2 separate regions of the Drosophila melanogaster genome follow, and region 2 is linked to region 1. A link is a contact called in public Hi-C data. All regions are on one chromosome and are shown on one strand. The core of a region is the stretch at or near the end of the contact, and the rest is flanking DNA. Distances in the headings are between cores, read along the strand shown. Region 1 holds the start of l(3)mbn (lethal (3) malignant blood neoplasm). Region 2 holds the start of CG10274.

The links. Hi-C and Micro-C count contacts between places; a contact is called where the count stands out from the background.
Region 2: a Hi-C map of the Kc167 cell line shows a contact between it and region 1, with 3 times the contacts expected there. A contact is called at or near these places in 43 of 107 Hi-C or Micro-C datasets (the Clone 8 cell line, the Kc167 cell line, the PNm cell line and 9 more) and 3 of 7 datasets of targeted methods (all in the Kc167 cell line).

Annotation. Positions count from the first base shown.
Region 1 is chr3L:6,125,571-6,131,812 of dm6, reverse strand. l(3)mbn (lethal (3) malignant blood neoplasm) reads left to right here and starts at 3,006. Exons shown (of 6, transcript NM_168157.2): 1 at 3,006-3,284; 2 at 3,344-3,452; 3 at 5,316-5,459; 4 at 5,820-6,242. The coding sequence starts at 3,252. Lcp65Ag3 (Larval cuticle protein) reads left to right here and starts at 824. Exons shown (of 2, transcript NM_144405.2): 1 at 824-1,002; 2 at 1,064-1,427. The coding sequence starts at 884. The coding sequence ends at 1,262. It overlaps Cpr65Au (Cuticular protein 65Au), which reads left to right. Exons shown (of 2, transcript NM_001300024.1): 2 at 208-571. The coding sequence ends at 394. It also overlaps asRNA:CR46005.
Region 2 is chr3L:6,179,052-6,185,293 of dm6, reverse strand. It overlaps CG10274, which reads left to right and starts at 3,465. Exons shown (of 3, transcript NM_001104055.2): 1 at 3,465-4,445; 2 at 4,500-5,113; 3 at 5,179-6,242. The coding sequence starts at 3,527. The coding sequence ends at 6,237. It overlaps D19B, which reads left to right and starts at 374. Exons shown (of 2, transcript NM_057949.5): 1 at 374-1,363; 2 at 1,424-3,118. The coding sequence starts at 493. The coding sequence ends at 2,877. CG43293 reads right to left here and starts at 105. Exons shown (of 3, transcript NM_001259715.2): 1 at 1-105.

The DNA.
Region 1 (6,242 bases), core at 1,757-4,256:
TATATAAACTTTATTTAGTTGCACATGTCTCCCTCACTGCGTTGCAAACTTCTGACTGATATCAGAGGTATAAGCCTCTGCAAGGGCAAAATTAAAGAGGGTAGCTTTGAAATGCTTAGTTGTAACAGGTGTTTAATTATTCGATGTTCCTATATACAATTTCAATCAATAATTAATTTATTAAAAACAATTAACATCGAATTCCAGCTATGAGACGAGCAACGGAATCTCACGCACTGAGACCGGTGAGGTGAAACCTGGAGCCGGCGAAGAGGATGGTTCCTTGTCTGTCCAGGGATCGACCAGCTGGTCAGCTCCAGATGGCAAAAAATACGAGATTAGTTTCACGGCCGACGAAACTGGCTACCATCCCAAGTTCAGGCTAGTAGCCTAGGAGATACCTGGATGTATAATGATTCCGGATGCGAATAAATAAGTTGACTTTATTTATCCAATGTAAAAGATTCGTAGAATTAGAAAAGTAAATAGAAAAAATGTATATATTTGAGGAAGCTCCCGAGTTTTATTGACGTCACTAAGACTGGCTGGATTATTATAAATATAATAAAGCTCAATGAATTGTTAAAAATTTGAATAATGAAATATTTATGAACGCGATTCTTTTTGGACTATAGTGTTATTAAAATTTTATATTAGGCCTTTTAATGCTCCTACTTCAAACGAAAATGAAATCCAAACCAGACATTTCACATTAACATTGATTTTGCTCATTATGTCTTGTACACGTTTGACTAGTTCGGCCGCGCTTTGAATAATCGCCAAGAGGGTGCCATCTATAAAAGGGTTTACGCGGCCGTCCATAGTTACCATTCGACTTGAACTGTTCGATAGCCGCAGATCTAAGCACCAAACAACAATCACCATGAAATTCCTGATTGTCTTCGTCGCCCTCTTCGCCGTGGCTCTGGCTGCTCCTGCCGCTGAGGAACCCACAATCGTGCGCTCTGAATCCGACGTTGGACCCGAAAGCTTCAAATACGAGTAAGTTGCCTATGAGAAATGACCCAAAAGGATACCTAGCTGACACTGACTTCCTTCTTAGCTGGGAAACCTCCGATGGACAGGCTGCTCAAGCTGTAGGTCAGCTGAACGACATTGGAACTGAGAACGAGGCTATCTCTGTGAGTGGATCCTACCGCTTCATTGCTGATGATGGCCAGACCTACCAAGTCAACTACATCGCCGATAAGAACGGATTCCAGCCCGAGGGTGCTCATCTGCCCGTTGCCCCCGTGGCATAAGTGAAGTTGCTTTCACTGTAAGCAGCTTTAAACCCACCAATTCTGCAACACTCTTTGTTATCTTCCCCAACACTTACCTACTTTCGGTTTTCCCTTTTAAAAGGGAAAGAATCCTAAGTTACAGAACGCAGTTTGTTGAATATTAAAAAATGTAGATTTTATATGAATTCGTTTTATTTTAAATGTGCTTTTCGCTCAAAAGGTCGGAAACGTCGTTTTTTTTTAAAGGCGATTATTTGAAAATATTTTGTTAAGTTGTTCAGATAAATAGAACTAGATTCTTATGGCAAACAACGGACCTAATTAAAGGTTTTTTTCCATTAAGCAATTCTTAAGAAGTGTAAATAAGTATTTTGAAAGAATAGGTATTTTTTTCATTTAGAAAATTATTAATTAAAAAAAAAAACATTTTAGAACTGAAAATACAATTTTTTATTATGTATTTTATTACTCTAACCGCTAACATACCCAGTCGTCTTCAGGCTTTATTAGGTGTTCTTATTACATGAACATTATTAAAAAAGAAAAAGTTTTTGGGCCCTTATAATAATATTAAAAAAGAATATATTTTTCCTATTTTTAACTTATCTTAACAAAATCAAACGAAAATTTCCAGTATGCCTTAATAAAATAAAAACAAAAAGTTCTCCCAAATGCATAGTCGGCTTTGCGGATTTAAAGTGCATAGTTTAATCATAAAAGACTCTTAAGCTTACTTTCAGGCTATAGCTATTCAGATTGCATTGAAATCGAATGACTTAGGCAACGAACTTTTTAAATCCCTTGCATACTTTTGGGGGCTAAATGCTAATTACCAGTATCTTCGTGATGCGTCTCTTTAGACGCGAATCATTTATGCTCGTATTGAAAGACAACTGTTATAGCAATTAATATGCAAATTTTAGCATACAACATCAGTCATTGCCGAACTTGACAGCAATATTTCAATTACAATTGACTTGCAGTATCCGGCAGAAGATAAGCTCACTGCTGATTGCCGATCGATGAAAATAGAGAAGTGCAAACATCTTCCTCATTGCATTCGAATTTGCTCATCAAGCAGGTCAAATGCCTGGCTATCGATGAGACTCAACAAGTTGGATTGCAAATACATTGGGGTCGATTAATTATTAACAGATACAAATCGGCATGAACTACCCTTCAGGCCTGATAGCCGATTTTGAAGACCAATCTAAAGTGTTATTAAATTTCAATACAGTACTAATAAATTAGACCATTCTAAATTTAATCTTGTAAAACTTCTCTCATAATTTGATTTTTTTGGATCTTTATTTGCTTAAATATAAAAAATATCTAATAACGACTTTTGTATGCACTTTACTAGAACTCAATCTACAAATAAATCAATACGGACCAAAAATACTCAGGAAGTCTAGCAATAAAAGCCAAAAAGGTTATTTACCAAAACTAATTTAGCTTTTGTATAAAAAATATCGAGGATGCAAATTACTTAGTAAGTTCAGAACTAGCTGACAAGCAGTTTAAATAATCAAATAAATAACTTTTCAAACTGCATGAAATTTTAAATTATAAGCACAGGCTTGGCTGAGGCTCAAGAGGTGTGATGCGATCTGGCCAATGCTACCAGCTATGCGATCCGACTTGGCGAAATACACAACGTGTAGAAGGCAGAGATTCGCACGCACACTTGGCCAACAAGCAGCGGCAGGTTCTCGTCCGCCTCTAATGTTTTATAATGTTTACCTAATATTATTAACATTGTCAATTCGCTGCCGAACATCGTGGGGTGTGTTTCATTCTAAGGCGCTTGCTCCGTGCCGATAATCTAGCCGTGAGAAACGCGTCTTTCCGTCCGCTTGAAATCTAAATATTTATAATCGCGTATTTGTATTAAAATATAAACGCCCGTTTATTTATGCGTTTTTGTGTGAGCTCTGACAGTTTATATTAGGGCGTGAAAATAAAATAAAATTGGTGACCGATTTAAATAAATAATAAATTCCCAAAATGAGCCTAAAATTGATGGCGTTTGTCTGTGCTGTAAGTGCTTAAGTTTGATCCCAACTCTGAACCCGGCATTCATTGAGTTCCCTTTAAAGCTGCTGCTCCTGTGCACCTTGACCCATGTCCTGTCGGCCGCGACCACAGTGCGTCCCTACAAGTTCGGCTTCACCATCGACGAGCAGCAGCATCGGGCAGAGAAGAGAGGTGAGCTGGTTGAGCTAGCAAATGACGCTAATTAAACCATTAGCATATCTTGACTACTGTGCGTCGATTTATTGACACCGAAACCGAAATATGTAAATAGATGATGCGTCATCTCGAGAGTCGTTAGGAGCAGATGCACAAATGCAGCACCATCCAGCAGCTAGCAGCCAGCATTAGCCAAAAAAAGCCATAACTTTTGACTTTTGAGCCGGAGTGCGACTAGTGGCGGCTTGTGCAATGCCACACAATACACGTTTGATGGGTGCACGGTGCACCTGAGCGACAGGTCACCAGCAATTGAAATACCAGCCACCAATGGCAATTAGCGGAATCTTCACAACACACATATGGCCGGGGGTTCATCTCTGAAGTCCATTGTGTAGTGTCCAAATGGCATGCATGGTCGTTATGATTTTTATTTCCATGCTGAATCGGTGATAAAGTTTTCAGAAAATCGAAAACGAAACGTGGCCGATTTGCATAACATGTAGACTCTTTCGAACACACAAATGTTTGGCTTATTTATGGTTTTTCTTTCTTTGGCTAATGCTAATTTCAAAAAGATCAGCCACATTTCAATATTTATAAGTATAATTCTGGCATATAAAATGCCAGAGTTGAGCCAAAAATTGTATTACGTTCATATTAACAAACAAATTCAGGAACTCGTTGTGCATGCAAAATGATATTTGTTTGTTGTATAACTATTCAAAGGAGAACGGTATAAACGGTATCCTAACAAAAACAATTTCGGCACCTTTGATTTAAATATTGAACGATCTATTGATCAACATCAGATTTTTAAAGTCTAGCTTACGGGGCATTACTTCAGAGCTATAATACGTAACTTTAAATTTAACATACTAGAAAAAAATGTATTGTCACTTAGAATATATTTAATTGTATTTTACTATTTACTATATTACATAATTAAAATTTTTTCTAACCAAATACTGTTTGAAATTTTACTTGCCTTCTTTATGAATAGTCTCTTGATTACAAACATTAGGTTTTTGTACTGTAAAATAATTAAGTGGGAATGAAACTTTACCAATAGTTATAAATCCTTTAATTTTGGTTAAATAATTTTCTAATTATAATTTATAATAATTTATTCCCAGTTTCAATTTTTATTACCCACTAAAATGTATGTTAATTTTATGGTTATTTTTTTATTAGTGTTAATTGTATAACCAGAAAATGATAGTCTTAATTTATATTGATACGAGTTTAATAGTTTTCATTATTTAGCCCAGCTCATTGAACAATTTAAAATCAAATTGATCACGACAAAAGAATAAATTGAAATAAAGAATTGTTTTCAAGCCCCGTCGAAATCGATCGAGACAAATGGGAAAGTGACACGAAGCCAAATTTGAATTAAACCTAAAACAAACAAGCGAAAGCCAATTGATGCAAACCGTTAAAACTTGTTGGCCAGTATTGTGGAAACCTGTTTCCAGACACAAAGGCCACAAGCCAGAATTTCAAATGAGAACATTTTAGTGGGTGGCTGGACAGGATGCTTTGGTGAGAGACGCACCTCTTTCAGACCATCCACAGTGTCATCCAGATTAATAAATTCATCTCAACATAGGAATGTTTCTTACGTAGGAAGCTGCCTAACATATCAATTCAAAGCGATGGGGGTGTGTGGTGCGGTTGAGGGGTTTTAAGAAACCAGCTCACAAGTTATGATCGCCATTATCGATACAGTTTATTAGATCTTAATCTTTATGGGCCTGCTCGTGGCTGGTTATCAAACAAATTAAAAATCACATATCGGCGTAAAATTCGCATTCATATTCAAAATGAACACAAAATCATTTTGGTCAAATCTCATCTTGTTTCCCCAACTCACAGATGAACGCGGCATTATCATGGGCGAGTTTGGGTTCATCACCGCCGATGGTATCTATCACGTGACGGTCTATGCCACCGACGAGGAGGGCAAATTCCGGATAATCTCCATGAAGAGCTATCCTTACGCGGGTCCAGTTGGTTCAAGTGAGTATTGACAGAATTCTTGACCGATTCTGAATATTTAATTCGAATTGCAATACGAACCTATGACAGCACTAAAATATATGCTTTTGGTCTGATAATATTATTTATTAATTCAAATCATAAACCCGATTGAAATCAGACTTCCATTCAGATTATTTCCTTTAAAGTCATACTGGTTTTCGAGCTACGTTTCTAAATATAACCAAACGTTTTTGGTTTGATAAGAATAATCTTAACTTGTATAATATGTTTTGGTTTGTTTTTAAATGTAATACATTTTATTTGGAAATTTCTAACAGAGGATTGTATAGGTGATCAAGGGGAACTTTTGAATGACTTGTAATATTATTTACTTTCCAGAAAGTGTTCCTGTGACAACGACTCCAAAGGTCCTGCTTCCTGCAGCTCCGGTGGCTCTGCCCAAGTACAACTTCAACTCGGAGGCCTGTTCCGGTTGTTTCCTAAAAAAGTCCCCTCCCAAGACGGAAATTCGCACACTTTCACAGCCATTGGCTCCAGTTCAACCAGGTAAGCCCGATGGCTCTTCAGACATCGGCCTGAATGTGCAGTTACCCTTCCGGGAATCCATTGCACAGACTGTGGCAAGTCGTCTTGGTTTGCTCCAAGATACACTGCAAACCTCCAACACAAACACGAACGCACCAAACACTAAAACAATCGAACTTGGTCTCAACATAGCAATGAGCACATACTACACAACAAAGAATGCTGTAACCGGACATGTGAGCACGCAGACCTCCAATTCGCAAACTCCGAGTGCCA
Region 2 (6,242 bases), core at 2,216-4,715, 53 kb before region 1:
TTTGAAAATCCTTAAAAAATTTATATTTGTTTAAAAATGTATTTAATATTTAAACTAAGACATATGTATTTTTTATTTTAAATTCTCAGACTCTTTGTATTGTATTGATCTAGTGCTAGTATTGTGCTCGTAGCTGTCCGGCAGTCTCACTCGACTGTGTGACTTGACTACGAATACACACACTCGCTGGGTCTAATACGCCCATCGTACCCTCTCCGCTGCGCACATGCATGTGAATGGGAAAAACAAAACAAAACGCCTGAGTGTGGGTGGCGAGTGCTAGAGCTGCGCAGTTTTTCAGCGAGCGTACTCGTCGCTTGCGGGTAATCGATAACCCGAATTGCTGACGAGTGCACACACACACGCACACGCGAGTACACACAAATGTGTGTTGTATTGGATTTTTTTCTCGGCGAAAGAACATTTCGAATTGCTGTGGTTTTCGCGATTTCTGGCTTTCGGGATCGTCCAGCATCGAATTGAGTGTCCAAAATGAATGAGGAGAGCCAGTACTCCATACACACGGTGTGCCGCACCTGCCTGTCCACGGTGGACGACTCGGCGGCCTACGATCTGTTCCGAGTGCCCGGTCTGGCCAAAAAGCTGTGCGTGTGCACCTCCTTGTCCGTGGAGCAGGCGGATGGCTTTCCCAAGAACCTGTGCAATGTCTGCTTCTCCAAGCTGAACGACCTGCACGACTTTCAGAAGCAGTGCGTCGATTCCGTTCAAAAGTTCCAAGATCTGGTGGCCAGCAACGCGTTCGCCTGCCAAACAAACTTCGATGTTCTGGACACCAGTGCCGCTGTGGCGGATCTGCCGGGCGAGGAAGAGGACAACGTGCACTTCGATCCGCTGCTCAACTCCAAGATCGAGATCATTGAGAACGAGGAGGACGTCTTCAAGATGCTCGAGTCCGTCGAAAAGGAGGTCGAAGAGGTGGAGATGGAGATGGAACAGCCGTTTGGCCGAGTATCTCAGGATGACTCCTTCGAGAGCGGCAACGACAACGACCTCGACGCAGACTTCCAAATCAGTAGTGACGACGACATTCCACTGGCCCAGCGCAGCCGGCGTGGAGCCACTCGTGGTTCCAAGGCGAAGGGCAAGCCGAAGTCGGCTGCCAAGCGACAGGAGGAGGAATCCGAGGAGTCCGAGGAGACCAGCTCATCAGACGACTCCGATGGCAATCCGAAGGACAAGCCCAAACGCAAGAGGATTCCTGCTACGGAGCGGGATCGCCACCGCCTGATTGACTGCCACATCTGCCACCAGAAGTTCAAGAAGGCGATTCGCTACGAGGAGCACATGAAGCATCACAACGACTTGCTACCCTTCCAGTGCACCGTCGAGAGTTGCCGAAAAGGTAAACTCCGCCCGCAGATCCTCGAGAAGTAGATTTATGTGATTATTTTTCCAATTTCAGGCTTTACCACCGCCAATGGACTGCGCGTCCATGTGGAGCACGCCCACACGGAGACATCGGCTATGCATCCGTGCACCTACGAGGGCTGCAACAAGTCCTTTGCCCGGCCCGTGCTGCTCAGCTTCCACATGAAACGCGTGCACAAGGTGGACACCCCGCAGAGGGACTTCCCCTGCACGGAGTGCGAGAAGGTCTTCCGCTGCCCCACTGCCCTCAAGAAGCACATGTACAAGCACACGGGCGAGGAGCTGCCCTTCGCATGTGAAATTTGCGGCAAGCGCTTCCCCATCAATAGTGTGCTGCGCGACCATCTGCTGCGCCATGCGGGCATCAAGAACCATGTGTGCCCGTACTGCGGAGTGGGCAAGACGACGCGCCAGGAGTGGAACAAGCACATCCTTACCCACACGAAGGAGAAGAAGTACGAGTGCCGGCAGTGCGACCACGCCTCCCACAACAAACAGGCGCTGGCCAACCACGTGAAGGTGGTGCACGAGAAGCGCAAGGACTTTGCCTGCCAGTACTGCGGAAAGACCTTTGGCAAGTCGCACGCCTGCAAGATTCACGAGAGAAGTCATACCGGCGAAAAGTGCTGCGAGTGCAAGATCTGCGGCAAGGTGTTCCTCTTCGAGAAGGGCCTAACCAAGCATTTGAAGACGCACGAGAAGCGTGATTTGCCCAAGACGCAGGGGACCAATGCCTTAATGGGCGACGGGGCCAGTGGATCCTCGACAATAGCCAAGCCCAGTCCGCACCTGCGTGGTCGCGTCGAGCGGGTGGACATTGCTCAGTTGGCGGGAACGGTGGCCAATCCAATTCCATCGGTCAACCTGCCCTCGTGGTCGCCGCAAGTGAACTTCACCAAGAAGGAGGGCCAGCATATCTGCCCGGACTGCGGCAAGGGCTTCAATCACGTGAGCAACATGAAGCTGCACTACAAGGTGGTGCATCAAAAGGTCAAAGACTTCTGCTGCCGCTTCTGCCCGAAGAGATTCGCCAAGAAGCAGTACCTGCGGCACCACGAGTACATACACACTGGCGAAAAGCCTTACGAGTGCAAGGTGTGCGGCAAGCATTTCCGGCAGGAGCAGGTGCTCAAGACGCATATGAAGGTGCACGACAAGCCGCCCCGTCCGCCTGGCAAGCCCAAGGAGCCGGCTGGACCCAAGGCGGAGTCCAGCACCGCGGTGAAGCGCCAGCAGCCGAAGAATTTCGAGCAATACCAGGATCCGGCGGCGGAAAGGGCAGCGGCCACCGCCGAGCTGCTGGCCTACCAGATCGAGGAGAACGAGGCCAAGCGCAAGGCGGAGGCGGAGCTCCGGAAGATCCAGGAGGCTGCCTTCGAGCAGCTAAACAAGCTGCAGAAGCAGTCGAACACTTACGACGGCTTCTACGCGCAGAAGGCGGAGGCGGAGGGCACCTCAGTGGACGCACTGAAGTTGGATCATGTTTGAGCGGCAGAATCAAACGGAAATGCTTGCGAGCAAACCCGGCCTCCGTTTCCGATCATTTCATTATGTGTTTCTATGAAGGACATATGAGTTATAGTTCTCTAAGGATTACCAACTAGTTTTCGTCACTTTGCAATTTGATCTTTTTTGTATTTAAATCCCCCCTTTAAACTGCTTAAGTTTGTACTTTACTAATTGTATTCATTTAACAATGATTTAATATAATAAACAGTAATAAGTATTGAACATTTGAATTTTAAATTCGCCCCAGTGCTGGTAAGCGGGTATTGTTGGTAAACAAGACAGAGGTGAGCTGTAATGCTGCCAACTCGTCTGTTTTTTAGCTACATTCCACTAGCTATGCAACTTATATGAGACACATATAAAACTACGTATTTAATTTAGGTTAATACATACATTTATTAAGAATCACACTTAAAATGGCACATATTTTTTAAAACATTTGAAATTTGTTATTGATGCTATCCATATTTCTAGCCGGTTTAATAATTTAGCTATTAAATAACTGTTTGTACTTGGCATCACTGTGGGGTATTTTTTGGTATTTGTTTTGGTTCGTCTGACGCGTAAAGTTTTTCTCGGCTTAATATTCCGCGGATTTGGCCAGCAGATTCCCCCTGGAACAGGCATCATGCAGGAGGAGGCCGAGGCAGCCCAGTACTCGGTGCACGCGGTGTGCCGCATCTGCCTGAATCGCCTGCCGGAGAATGGCGGCGGCGCAGGATCCTTTGACCTGTTCCTGATACCCGGATTGGCCAAGAAACTGTGTGTCTGCACTTCGCTGGCCGTGGAGCAGTCGGATGGCTTCCCCAAGTGTCTGTGCGCGCAATGCTTCAGCCGGCTGGACGATATGCACGAGTTCCAAAAGCTGTGCGTGGACTCGGTGCAAAAGTTCCAGGACATGGTGGCCAGGAACGTCTTTTGCCCGCCAGCGAGTGCGCAGATGAAAAACTTTGATTTGCTCAACGTGGCGGGGAACGAGCCTGAGCTGGTGGGGCAGGACGAGGAGGATCGTATCAACTTCGATCCGCTACTGGATCACAAAATGGAGATGATCGAGAACGAGGAGGATGTGTTCAAGATGTTGGAGCACGTGGACAAGGAGGCCGAGCAGGTGGAGAAGGAAGTGAAGCAAGATGAATTGGACGCCGCCGATCTGATGACCATCTTTGCCGCGGAATCCTCGGAGGAGAGCGAAGAAGATATTGACCAAGATGTGGACTTTGAGCCCAACAGTAGCGATGGTGACGATGATGTGCCTTTGGCCCAGCGCTTACGGGATAATTCGCGGATGATACCAAAAGCAAAGGCAGCCGTAATTAAGGAAGAGGACCAAGAGTTCCCAACAGGCTCCGAAGAGGAGGACGAGGACGGAGAAAAGTCAAAGAGTCGACGCAAGAGGATTCCGCCTGGCGAACGGCACCTGCACCGCATCATTGACTGCCACATTTGTCACCAAAAGTTCAAGAAGGCCATCCGCTACGAAGAGCACATGAAGCACCACAACGACCTGCTGCCCTTCCAGTGCAAAGTGGAAACCTGCAGGAAAGGTGTGTAATGATGGCTCCAAATCGCATTCTCGTTTTGATCACTGGCATTTACAGGTTTCACCACCGCTGGAGGATTACGACTTCACATCGACCACGCCCACACGGAGCTATCCGAGGTGCACTCCTGCAATGTCGATGGCTGCGGCAAGACCTTTCCGCGCATACGCCTGCTCACCTTTCACATGAAGAAGATGCACGGCATCACCAAGGCAGCGGCGCCCCCACGGGATTACCCTTGCACCGAGTGCGAGAAGGTATTCCGCTGTCCCATGGCGCTCAAGAAGCACATGTACAAGCACGACGGCAAGGAGTTGCCTTTCCCCTGTAACATCTGTGGCAAAAGGTTCGTAATCAATAGTGCTCTAAAGGATCATCTGATGCGGCATGCGGGCATTAAGAACTACGTGTGTCCGTACTGTGGCGTGGGAAAAACCACCAGGCAGGAATGGAACACACACATACTGACGCATACCCAGGAGAAGAAGTTCAAGTGCCACATATGCGAGCACGCATCGCACAATAAGCAGAGCCTGGCCAACCACATTAAGATCGTGCACGAGAAGATCAAAAACTATGCGTGTCAATACTGTGGAAAGACCTTTGGCAAGTCACACGCCTGCAAGATCCACGAGATGACGCACACGGGGGAAAAGCGCTGTGAGTGCAAGGTAAGGGTAGAAAGATATTTTAAGCCAGCGTCGTCATTGCAACGTTTTGTTTTTAATATTCTTAGGTTTGTGGAAAGAAGTTTCTCTATCCTAAGAGTCTGACCAAGCACTTGAAGACTCATGAGAAGCGTGTGCTTCGTGCTATTGAGACCTACCGCCAGCGGCAGGTGGAAATGGGCGAGACGCCTGGTGAACAGTTCGACAATCCACCCGCGCCACCAGTTGAGGGCATATCCATTGAGCCGATCATGTCCCGAAACGCTGCCGACGAATTGCTTAAGGTGTGCGCCGAATCCGTGGCCACCATTCCCAAAGATCCACGCCGTGTACAACGAGTGGATCTGGCGCAGTTGGCTGGCACTGCTGTGAACCCCATACCCTCTGTTTCAGTGCCGTCGTGGTCGCCGCAGGTGAACTTTACCAAGAAGGAGGGCAAACATATCTGCCCCGGTTGTGGTCAGGGATTCAACAATATCGGAAACATGAAGCGGCACTATAAGATCATCCACGAAAAGGTCAAAGATTTTGCCTGCCGCTTTTGCCCCAAAAGATTCGCAAAGGCTCAAACGTTGAGGCATCACGAGTGGATTCATACGGGCGAGAAACCCTTTGAGTGCAAGACCTGCGGCACCCATTTCCGCCAGGAGACGGCGCTGAAGCGCCACCAGCGCACCCACGAGAACCGTCCACCCGTCATTTCGCCCAAGTTTTATGCCGCTCGCGAGGAGCTGGAAGAGCAGGAACGCAGCAAGCGAGAGGCGAAGCGCCAGGCGGATGCGAAGCGGCGCGAAATTGCGGAGGCGGCCAAGGAGCAGCTATCGTCGCTGCACAAGCTTGAAAGTAGTGACCGCAGCCTGCACTCCTACGATGAGTACCAGGAGGCAGCGGCGGAGCGAGCAGCGGCATCCGCTGAACTCCAGGCGCAGCAGTTTGAAGAGAACGAAGTAAAGCGACTGGCGGAGGAGGAGCGCCGCAAGGTTCAGGAGGCTGCCTACGAGCAACTGCAACTGTTGCAGCATCAGCAGGAGGTTGACAAGGCGCAAAGCTCCTACGATGGCTACTACGCTCAAAAAGCACATGCCGATGGCACCACTTTGGATGCTTTAAAAATCGATCATGTCTGAGATTT